Linked DNA regions of Drosophila melanogaster: region 1 is linked to region 2. The links are chromatin contacts, called in public Hi-C maps. All regions are on one chromosome and are shown on one strand. The core of a region is the stretch at or near the end of the contact, and the rest is flanking DNA. Distances in the headings are between cores, read along the strand shown.

What was found. A called contact is a pair of places that touch in the nucleus more often than the background predicts.
Region 1: a contact with region 2 is called in a Hi-C map of the Kc167 cell line, with 4 times the contacts expected there.

The regions. Positions count from the first base shown.
Region 1 is chr2L:21,146,945-21,151,555 of dm6, forward strand. It overlaps del (deadlock), which reads right to left and starts at 1,602. Exons shown (of 3, transcript NM_001273737.1): 1 at 1,257-1,602; 2 at 1-1,192. The coding sequence starts at 1,418.
Region 2 is chr2L:16,308,791-16,312,953 of dm6, forward strand. It overlaps fzy (fizzy), which reads left to right and starts at 2,166. Exons shown (of 3, transcript NM_058153.4): 1 at 2,166-2,622; 2 at 2,716-3,037; 3 at 3,091-4,163. The coding sequence starts at 2,311. The coding sequence ends at 4,037. cni (cornichon) reads right to left here and starts at 1,936. Exons shown (of 5, transcript NM_001273566.1): 1 at 1,901-1,936; 2 at 1,651-1,850; 3 at 1,477-1,589; 4 at 1,210-1,353; 5 at 502-1,140. The coding sequence starts at 1,800. The coding sequence ends at 1,113. It overlaps Syx5 (Syntaxin 5), which reads left to right. Exons shown (of 2, transcript NM_134305.3): 2 at 1-484. The coding sequence ends at 341.

The sequences.
Region 1 (4,611 bases), core at 352-2,851, 4.8 Mb after region 2:
TTACGCTATTGTTCCTTATATTGTTTGGCGACAAGCTACTTTGGACTTGAGATGTCTGCTGTCCAGATGCTTCTGAGATGGTTTTGGCCTGCTCACTTATCATTTCGTGAGTTGATTGCTTGTCCTGAGTCTTTAAACCTGTTTGCAATTGAGGTAACGTTTTTTTTCCCTGAGGAGGGGCTCTAACTCGTGGTTTCTGCTGTTTGGCAGATTTTTTAACTGATTTTCGAAGGGGCTCTGCTACTTGCTTGCCTAGATCGGTTAAATTAGTTAATATTGATGGCTCCCATGTGAGCTGCTCTTTCTTATTTTGTGCGGGACGTTCTCCTTTTAGCTTTACTTTCTCAGGAGCAGGACTACAATCTTCATTGCGAGAAAGGAAAAGGGTATTCAGTTTATTGCTTTTCATCTTTTGCGACAATTCTGAAAGCGGCAGTTGGTCATCAGAGTCGTCGCTTGATTCCGTGTACTCGTTATTGAGCAGAAATGGCGGTGGAGTCTGGGGCTGCTGTTTATTCTTAGGCTTGTCCATTATTTTATTATGTACTTTCTCGGTTTTTTTCTTTAAGCATTGTAAACTATATCTGGGAACACGCTTGATTATTTTGCCTGGAGAAGCTTTGTAATCTTGCGTCTGACCAACAGAATGTCCACGTTGCGTTATTTTAGACGCACTGTTGGGACTTAATATAAGAACATTTGGAAGAGCACATGAATTTTTCGTCAAGTTTGGAGCATTGGTCTCTCTGGTCTTGAAAATATTTTTGTTGGGAGCACAAGCACGTGGTTCTCGGTTTTTGCGCGAATCATCAGTTGGTGCACATGTATCTGGCCGCTTCTTCGTACTTGAGAGTTTATCTCTGCGCTTGGAAATTTGAGCTTTGGAGAAAATGGAAGTCGTATGATTATTACTCCGCTTCCAGATTTTAGCATATTTGGAGTTACCAGGATTTTTATACTTAGAATTTTTATTCGAAACACTTGGAGATCTTTCTCCATTACCAGGATCACAACCTGTTGAACCTGTTGAATGTGACTTGCTGGGACTCGGATGTTCACGCGGCGCGGTGGAATTGATGGGTTCCAGGAAAACAGGGGACTCTGGAAGTGTGGACCCCGGTCCATGCGGGTTTTCTTGCAGGGCTTTCCTCGGTCTGACCAAGAGCTCCTTTCTCAGCGGTATGCTCGGATCCTGTTAGTTGATAAGAACAAATATTAAACGAGTAGTTCTCGGATAAAATTTTCAGAATTCTTACGCAGCTGGTTTGGATACAGTAGGGCTTTCTCCAACTTTCGAGGAACCCCTTGAAAAAAGTATTCCATTCCTGCTCTGTCTTGGAACTCGTCCCCAACGTGGTCAGAATATGCTGCCAGCAGGACAGTTTTTGGCTCATCCTTATTTTGTCCAACTTTTCCATGATCACGCCATGTGTGCTTGCGCATTAACTTTAACAGTTCATACCAGTGTGACCGTGAGGTCGGGTAAGCGGTAGTTAAATACCAGAAGGTCCTATCAAAAGGCTTTTTGCCATTATGTAAACAAACTTAACTGTGTTGCCCATCTCCTAATTTATTTACAATTTTTAAAACCAAATATTGTGAATACACAATTTGTATCCTTGAGTTATTCTGACATCACTCACATGTGTCCGTACACATCCATAAAAGTTACGGTTTTTTTTCGTTGAGATTATCTGTAAAGGAATATTTCTTGAAAAAGTAAAGCAAAAAATCTACCACATCCACGAGTTGGATTTAAAACAAAAAGAGAAGGTTTTGTTCTTCAAACTATTGGAAGCGTTTGGTCAGTTCCCAAGAAGCGAAAGTTTCCCAGAATTGGAGCTTAGGGCTCTCAAGCGACAAACCTAAAACCAAAGCCTTTGCCTAATCGCTTAGAGGCGTTAGCCTTAAGGAATTGCCGTTAATGGGTAATTCACTCAAGTTCGGTAAGTACTGCAATTGGCTTTAAAGCAACATAGAAGAGAAAGCGCACCAAAATCAAGCATCATCATAAGTGAGTAAAGGATAAAGGTTAATTAAATGAAAAAGCTCACAAAAAGTAGCTTCAATCTCGTGGAACCGAGAACCGGCCAAAATTTGGGGTACAACAAAAAAGAATAGGCAAATAAGGGGAAACTAATAAAGCTCGAATAGCGGAAGAAAATAGAAATCGATGACAAAGTCTTGTAATTCGCAAGCGCGCCAATTCCTTGTGAAATGTGAGCAATGTTGAATATCGATTAAGTTGAATATCGAATTGCCAACGATCTGGCAACATTGTACTCTTGTTTCATATCATATCGCATCATATTCTTATCTACAGCTGTGTTCATAAAAATAGCAGTGCTTGGGACCTGCGAGTTTAAGATAAAAAAATCATATGATTTTAAGTTTTAATGTGTAATCTTTTTTTATAATATCATTTGGTATTTATTTTCAAACAATTCAACAAATGATTCACTTTTATTTCTTCAATAGTTTCGAAATTATAGATTAAAACAACATAATGGGCTGAAATAATATAGTTGTTCTTTTTAATATGTTAATTAGGGTTTAATACTTGGTTGGATTGCTTTTGTTAGCCGGCATAGCCTTACACCCACGCGGCATGGAGTCCACAAGGTAACGTCCTGGCAACGTTTGGGGGGAATTTTTGCCATGCATCCTGCACAACTTGCCAAAGCTGCACCTTAGACGTCGGGCATTTCTTCGGCACATATTGTTTAATGTCCCCCCACAGGGTTTTAATCGGGTTTAAATCGGAAAATGGTGCTGGCCACGGCATTGCATGTATTCTATTTTGGGTGAACCTATTCTTAGCCGATTTACTTCTGCGTTTCGGATCATTATCCTGTTGGAATGTCCATTTTTTTGTTAAGGGCAAGCAGAGTACGACAGTAAGACATCACTAAGTATATTTACATATGCGTTTTGGTCTATAATACCATAAATCATATCATTGTAAAAAAAACAAGCCCATATCAGGATTTTAGGTCCACCGTGATTGAAATTCCTCAGTGGGTGTTTTGGGTGGTACTCCGTGTTTGGAGGTCGTCAGATATACTGTAGTGAACCAGTTCCACCAAATAGCACTATTTTTGACCCATCAGTCCAAAGGTTATTACGCCATTTGGAGACTGGCAAGTTTAGGTAGGTTTTAGCGAAGCTTAACCTTGCCTTAACATACCTTGGGCTAAGTAGGGGAACCTTTCGTGGACTCCTCGCACTGAAATTTTAATTCAGTAGTCGTCTCCGAATAGTATCGTCGCTAATTCCCAAGTTCAGCACAGACTTTATGTCCCTAGAGGATGCAAAAGGTTAGACATTGCTGTAAGAAATAATGCGTCAATCCTCTATATTTGTGGTTTTACGTATGGTACCACAGTTTTCGGGCTTCCATTCATATTTAATGGCATTGGATACCATTTTGGCATTTTGACATTCAAGGATTTTTTGAATGTCCTTATATGTTTTTCCTAACTTAACATTCTTTTTTCCTGGGAGCAGTGTTGTTCTCTACCCACTAAAATATATTTTTTTTACATTTATTTTTTTATTTTGTTAATTTATTTTAATATTTTGTTAATTTATTATCCTCTTAAATATACGATTAAATTAACCAAACTCAGGCCCAGAATTGTGAAAAAGACTAGGAAACGTTTGGACAAGAATTCGTAATGAGCATTTCAATTAAATTAAATAAATGATGACGGAAATTATGACATGTGGAGTTTGTCTACGCGGAGCTTATTAATTATATCGGATTTGTGGAATGTCGTATGTGAAAAACAAATCAAACCCGAGAAAGCAACGCAGGCAGTAAAATGGGAAACAATTGATCAAAAGGCTTTAGGTTGTTTAATATTGAATGTTAAGCCCACTCAGTTGATGCACATAAAGTCGTGCTCAGCATCGGCAGAAGCAAAGACTCTAGAATAGTAGTATAAAATACATATTTATAAAATAAATTAAAATATGAAAAATGTTTATTGCAAAAGTTATATATTGAGGCACGAAGTTAGGACACAAGGACTCAACAATCATTGCCTTATTAATTTTTCACACGTCGCAAGCTGAATGCTCTAATGATATTTATTCTAATATAGTCATTTTTGAAATTTATTTTGTGATATTATGATTCGGCTATTTCTATTTCTAAGCAATATTTAAATAATAATAACGTTAAGGCAATGCAAAACAAGAACTTTTTGCATGGTGGAAATTTATCAAAAATAATATAGATTATTTATTGTCTATGAACTTGAGCATACGTGTGCACACATACAGTTGTCTGCTATCACTGTATGCGTAGAAAAGAGCTGTTCGTTGTAGCGCTCTCCGCTCTCTCGCTCTCGAACAAAAATTCGAGAGAGCCTGGAGCCACCTCTAGAGCCACGGCGAAAAAATCGTGTGCCAAAAAATCGTATGGCGTTACGCATCTTGTTATTCTAGTGTCTTCGGCAGAAGCATGGAAAAAATTGCGCAGAATTTAAAAAAACTCAGTTGTTATGGTCTAGTTTGCCTGATTCTTGGGAAAATTTTGTAGCCACAATAAGAAGAAAAGAAGAGAAACTAGAAAAACAGAAGCTGTTTGTACACACATACAAAGCA
Region 2 (4,163 bases), core at 916-3,415:
GCAGCGATACCACACCACTCCTATCAACCCAGACACAGATGGCCATCTACGATGATTCCGATAATTACGTCCAGCAGCGGGCGGAGACCATGCAAAATATAGAATCTACCATCGTTGAGCTCGGCGGAATATTCCAGCAGCTGGCACATATGGTTAAGGAGCAGGAAGAGATCGTGGAGCGTATTGACACGAATGTGGCGGATGCGGAATTGAATATTGAGGCTGCCCATGGGGAGATCTTGAAATACTTTCAATCCGTCTCCAAAAATCGCTGGCTGATGATCAAAATCTTCGGCGTTCTCATATTCTTCTTCTTGTTCTTCGTTGTTTTTATGTCGTAATCAAACGCCAGTTGCCCATTAAAAGCCCCATGTACCTATCCATGTATACAGCTTTTTATTTTAATCAAGATTCAATCACAATATTGTTTATTCCAAGCTGTGGCCTCCCGAAACGATTGTAAAATAAAGTTATAAATACGTTCTAAAGCAAAATACATTTATTTTAGCATGTGGTTCTTTGGTGAATTTTTCCATTCTAATGGAAGCTCTAAAATTAAATATAATTTCCAAAATATAAAGCCGAATGATAAATATGTTTGCTGATGTAAGAAACTTGTATATTACCTTAGAAAACGTGTAATGCAAGTATCAAATTGGAGAGAGACTATATCTATGTTTGCCCTGCTGATAAGGTTTAAGTGCCCTTTCATAATCTTTATTATCTTAAGTGCTCGTTGCTCCATGTTCGTCGTGTTTAGCCAAAAATTCCGCTGTCCCTCATGCTAAACAGAAAAATGAAAATTGGTTACATTGATTTGACTTTTATTTAATGCTTAAAATCCAACTACACCAAAGATGCGATATGCAAAAAATAATCAAAATAAAAACATGTTACAATCTCTTACTGCAGAAAAGTATTACAAATTGTATGAAAAAAACAAAGCTTCAAGATGTCTTTATGGATTTACACTAGAATTTACAAGTGAAGTATTGTTCGCGGTTGATGGGGACTCTTCCCCAAAAAAGGAAGTCCTCTACCCGAGTTTAGACAACTAATACACGACGCTGATGCGTTGGCGCCAACACTGAGATCCCCAGGCAAGAGCTTGCCTATGTCGAGATGAGCGAATAAACCATGCTAAAATTAGCAATTAGAAACGTTAGACAAATGAGGACCCTGGCCACAATGAATCTCAATTAGACTTACCCGTATATGTAGTAGAAGAAGCTAATCAGATAGACGGCCAGTTTAATCCAACCCTCACGCATGTTCCGGTACAAAGTATCGGTTTTCAGGACCGTGGTGGGATCATAAAGTCCGGGTCCCGACATCACAGGGCGGTTTTTGTAACTGAAAGCGATAGGGGTATTACAAAGCATGAGTGCTTAAGGGTGCTTATGTTGGGCTTGGGTGAATCTTGATCTCCTCGGATCTCAAATCACATTATATCACACGGTCAAATGAGTCACTTACCGCCAAATATGATAGGCTATGAGGGGTATGTTGATGCATAGCGAAAACCATTCGCCGCAGAACAAGAAGAGCAAGTTCAGAAAGATGTGCAGAAGGTATTCGGGCAAAACCAGCTGAAATGCAAACACATACATTACAGGGCGCACTGCGGGTGTAAGCAGTAAGTTTACTGACCGGATTGAGGCTATTGCACTGATCAATTGGGTTCTTATAATCCGTTTTAAGTTCGTCGAATGCAATGACATGAAATATGGCGAAAAATATCAAGAATGCATCCCCGATCAGGGCCACTATGTACGTGAAGGCGGTGAAGTTGAAGGCCATCTTGTAAAATCGCTGGAGCACGTCTTCCAGGTGCTAATCAAAGTGACTTGCTAATTATTATCGTAAAATTCGGCTTTGCAATTGTAGCGCTGGGACTCACTTGTTTTTTTTTTACAAGGGCGGCGATGATGACAGCTGTGCGCCAGGGATGCACTAATCTAAACGATCAGGCAGCACAGATGTACGGTCACATTGCAAATGAGGCTAATAAATAATCAGCTATCCATTATAAATCAAATATAATTTCATTTAAAGAAGCAATTTTAATTTCTAACGAATTATAATGTTTTGTATTAATTTTAATTCTCTGGTAATTTTCTCTACGCACAAAAAATACCACTAACAGTTAGCCGATGCGGTCACACTACATTTCCAAATCGAACCGCCATTTGTGTTGCATCTCGAAATCTGGAAAAAATTCGATCCAAGTGTTCTATGAGCTTCTGTTTTTTAATAATAATAAATAAATAAATTCGATAATCAACTGACACCAGAAAAGAGCGGAACACAATGTCGCAGTTCAATTTTGTGAGCGATTTGCAGAATGCTCTCATCATGGACGGCGAGACGCGCGGACCTGCGCCCAGGTGGAAGAAGAAGCTGGAGGCGTCTCTAAATGGAAGTGTGAATACCACTCGGTCGGTGCTATCCGTCTCGTACAACACCAGTTTCTCGGGTGTCCAGGCGCCCACGAAAACTCCGGGCAAGAGCAGCGAGGGCAAGACCAAGAAGTCCAACACCACGCCCTCTAAGACGCCAGGAGGCGGAGATCGCTTTATTCCGAATCGGGCGGCTACCAACTTTGAGTTAGCACACTTTCTGGTAAGGATTCCACTCATCCCTCCATCCCGCCCTGTAAGGGCATCCTTATTCCAGACCCCTTAAGAATTTATTGACCACCTGACCATCTATTAGGTGAACAAAGACTCCGGCGATAAGTCCGATGAGGAGAACGACAAGGCCACCTCGAGCAACAGCAACGAGAGCAATGTCCAGGCTTCGGCTCACAAGGGCGACCGGCAGAAACTCATCTCTGAAGTGGCCCAGGTCGGTGACTCCAAGGGCGGGCGCATTTTGTGCTACCAAAACAAGGCTCCCGCTGCTCCAGAAACACACAACAATCCCCTGAAGGTCGTGTACTCCATTAAGACACCCATATCCACAAAGAGTGGCTCACGCTATATACCCACCACATCCGAGAGGATTCTGGATGCACCTGATTTTATTAACGATTACTGTAGGTCGAAGAAAACTTTTCTTTTCTTTTTTTCTACTATTGATCTCTTCCAGATTTAAATCTTATGGATTGGAGTGCCGACAATATAGTGGCTGTGGCCTTGGGCAGTTGCGTCTATTTGTGGAACGCACAGACCGGAAATATCGAGCAGCTTACGGAGTTTGAGGAGGGCGACTACGCAGGCTCGCTATCGTGGATCCAGGAGGGGCAGATACTTGCCATCGGCAACAGCACCGGTGCCGTGGAGCTGTGGGACTGCTCCAAAGTGAAGCGTCTGCGAGTGATGGATGGACACAGTGCCCGAGTGGGATCCTTGGCCTGGAACTCATTCCTGGTTTCCTCTGGCAGCCGGGATGGCACCATTGTCCACCACGATGTGCGTGCACGTGAGCACAAGCTTTCCACATTGTCCGGACACACGCAGGAGGTTTGCGGCCTAAAGTGGTCCACGGATTTCAAGTATTTGGCTAGCGGAGGCAACGACAATCTGGTGAATGTTTGGTCGGCGGCCAGCGGTGGCGTGGGAACTGCCACCGATCCCTTGCACAAATTCAACGACCATCAAGCTGCAGTGCGTGCCTTGGCCTGGTGTCCCTGGCAACCAAGTACTCTAGCCTCTGGAGGCGGCACCGCCGATCGCTGCATCAAGTTCTGGAATGTGAACAATGGCACTTTAATGAAATCCGTGGACTCCAAGTCGCAGGTCTGTTCTCTGCTCTTTTCTCGCCACTACAAGGAGCTGATCTCTGCGCATGGTTTTGCTAACAACCAACTGACCATTTGGAAATACCCAACAATGGTGAAGCAAGCCGATTTGACTGGACACACGTCACGAGTTCTCCAGATGGCCATGTCTCCGGACGGCAGCACAGTGATCAGCGCCGGAGCTGATGAAACCCTGCGTCTTTGGAACTGCTTCGCTCCCGATCCGTTGGCGTCCAAGAAGGCAGTTTCGACCAGCAAGGGCAAACAGAGCGTGTTCCGACAGAGCATCCGTTGATATGCTCAGACCTTTAGAACTGTTTTTACCCCCTTGATTGCTAAGTTTAAGCTTCAATACTTACTACTGGTATGTTTTCCAGACTAGACAATTATTTCTTGAATGCATATCCAATTTTTATGTTCT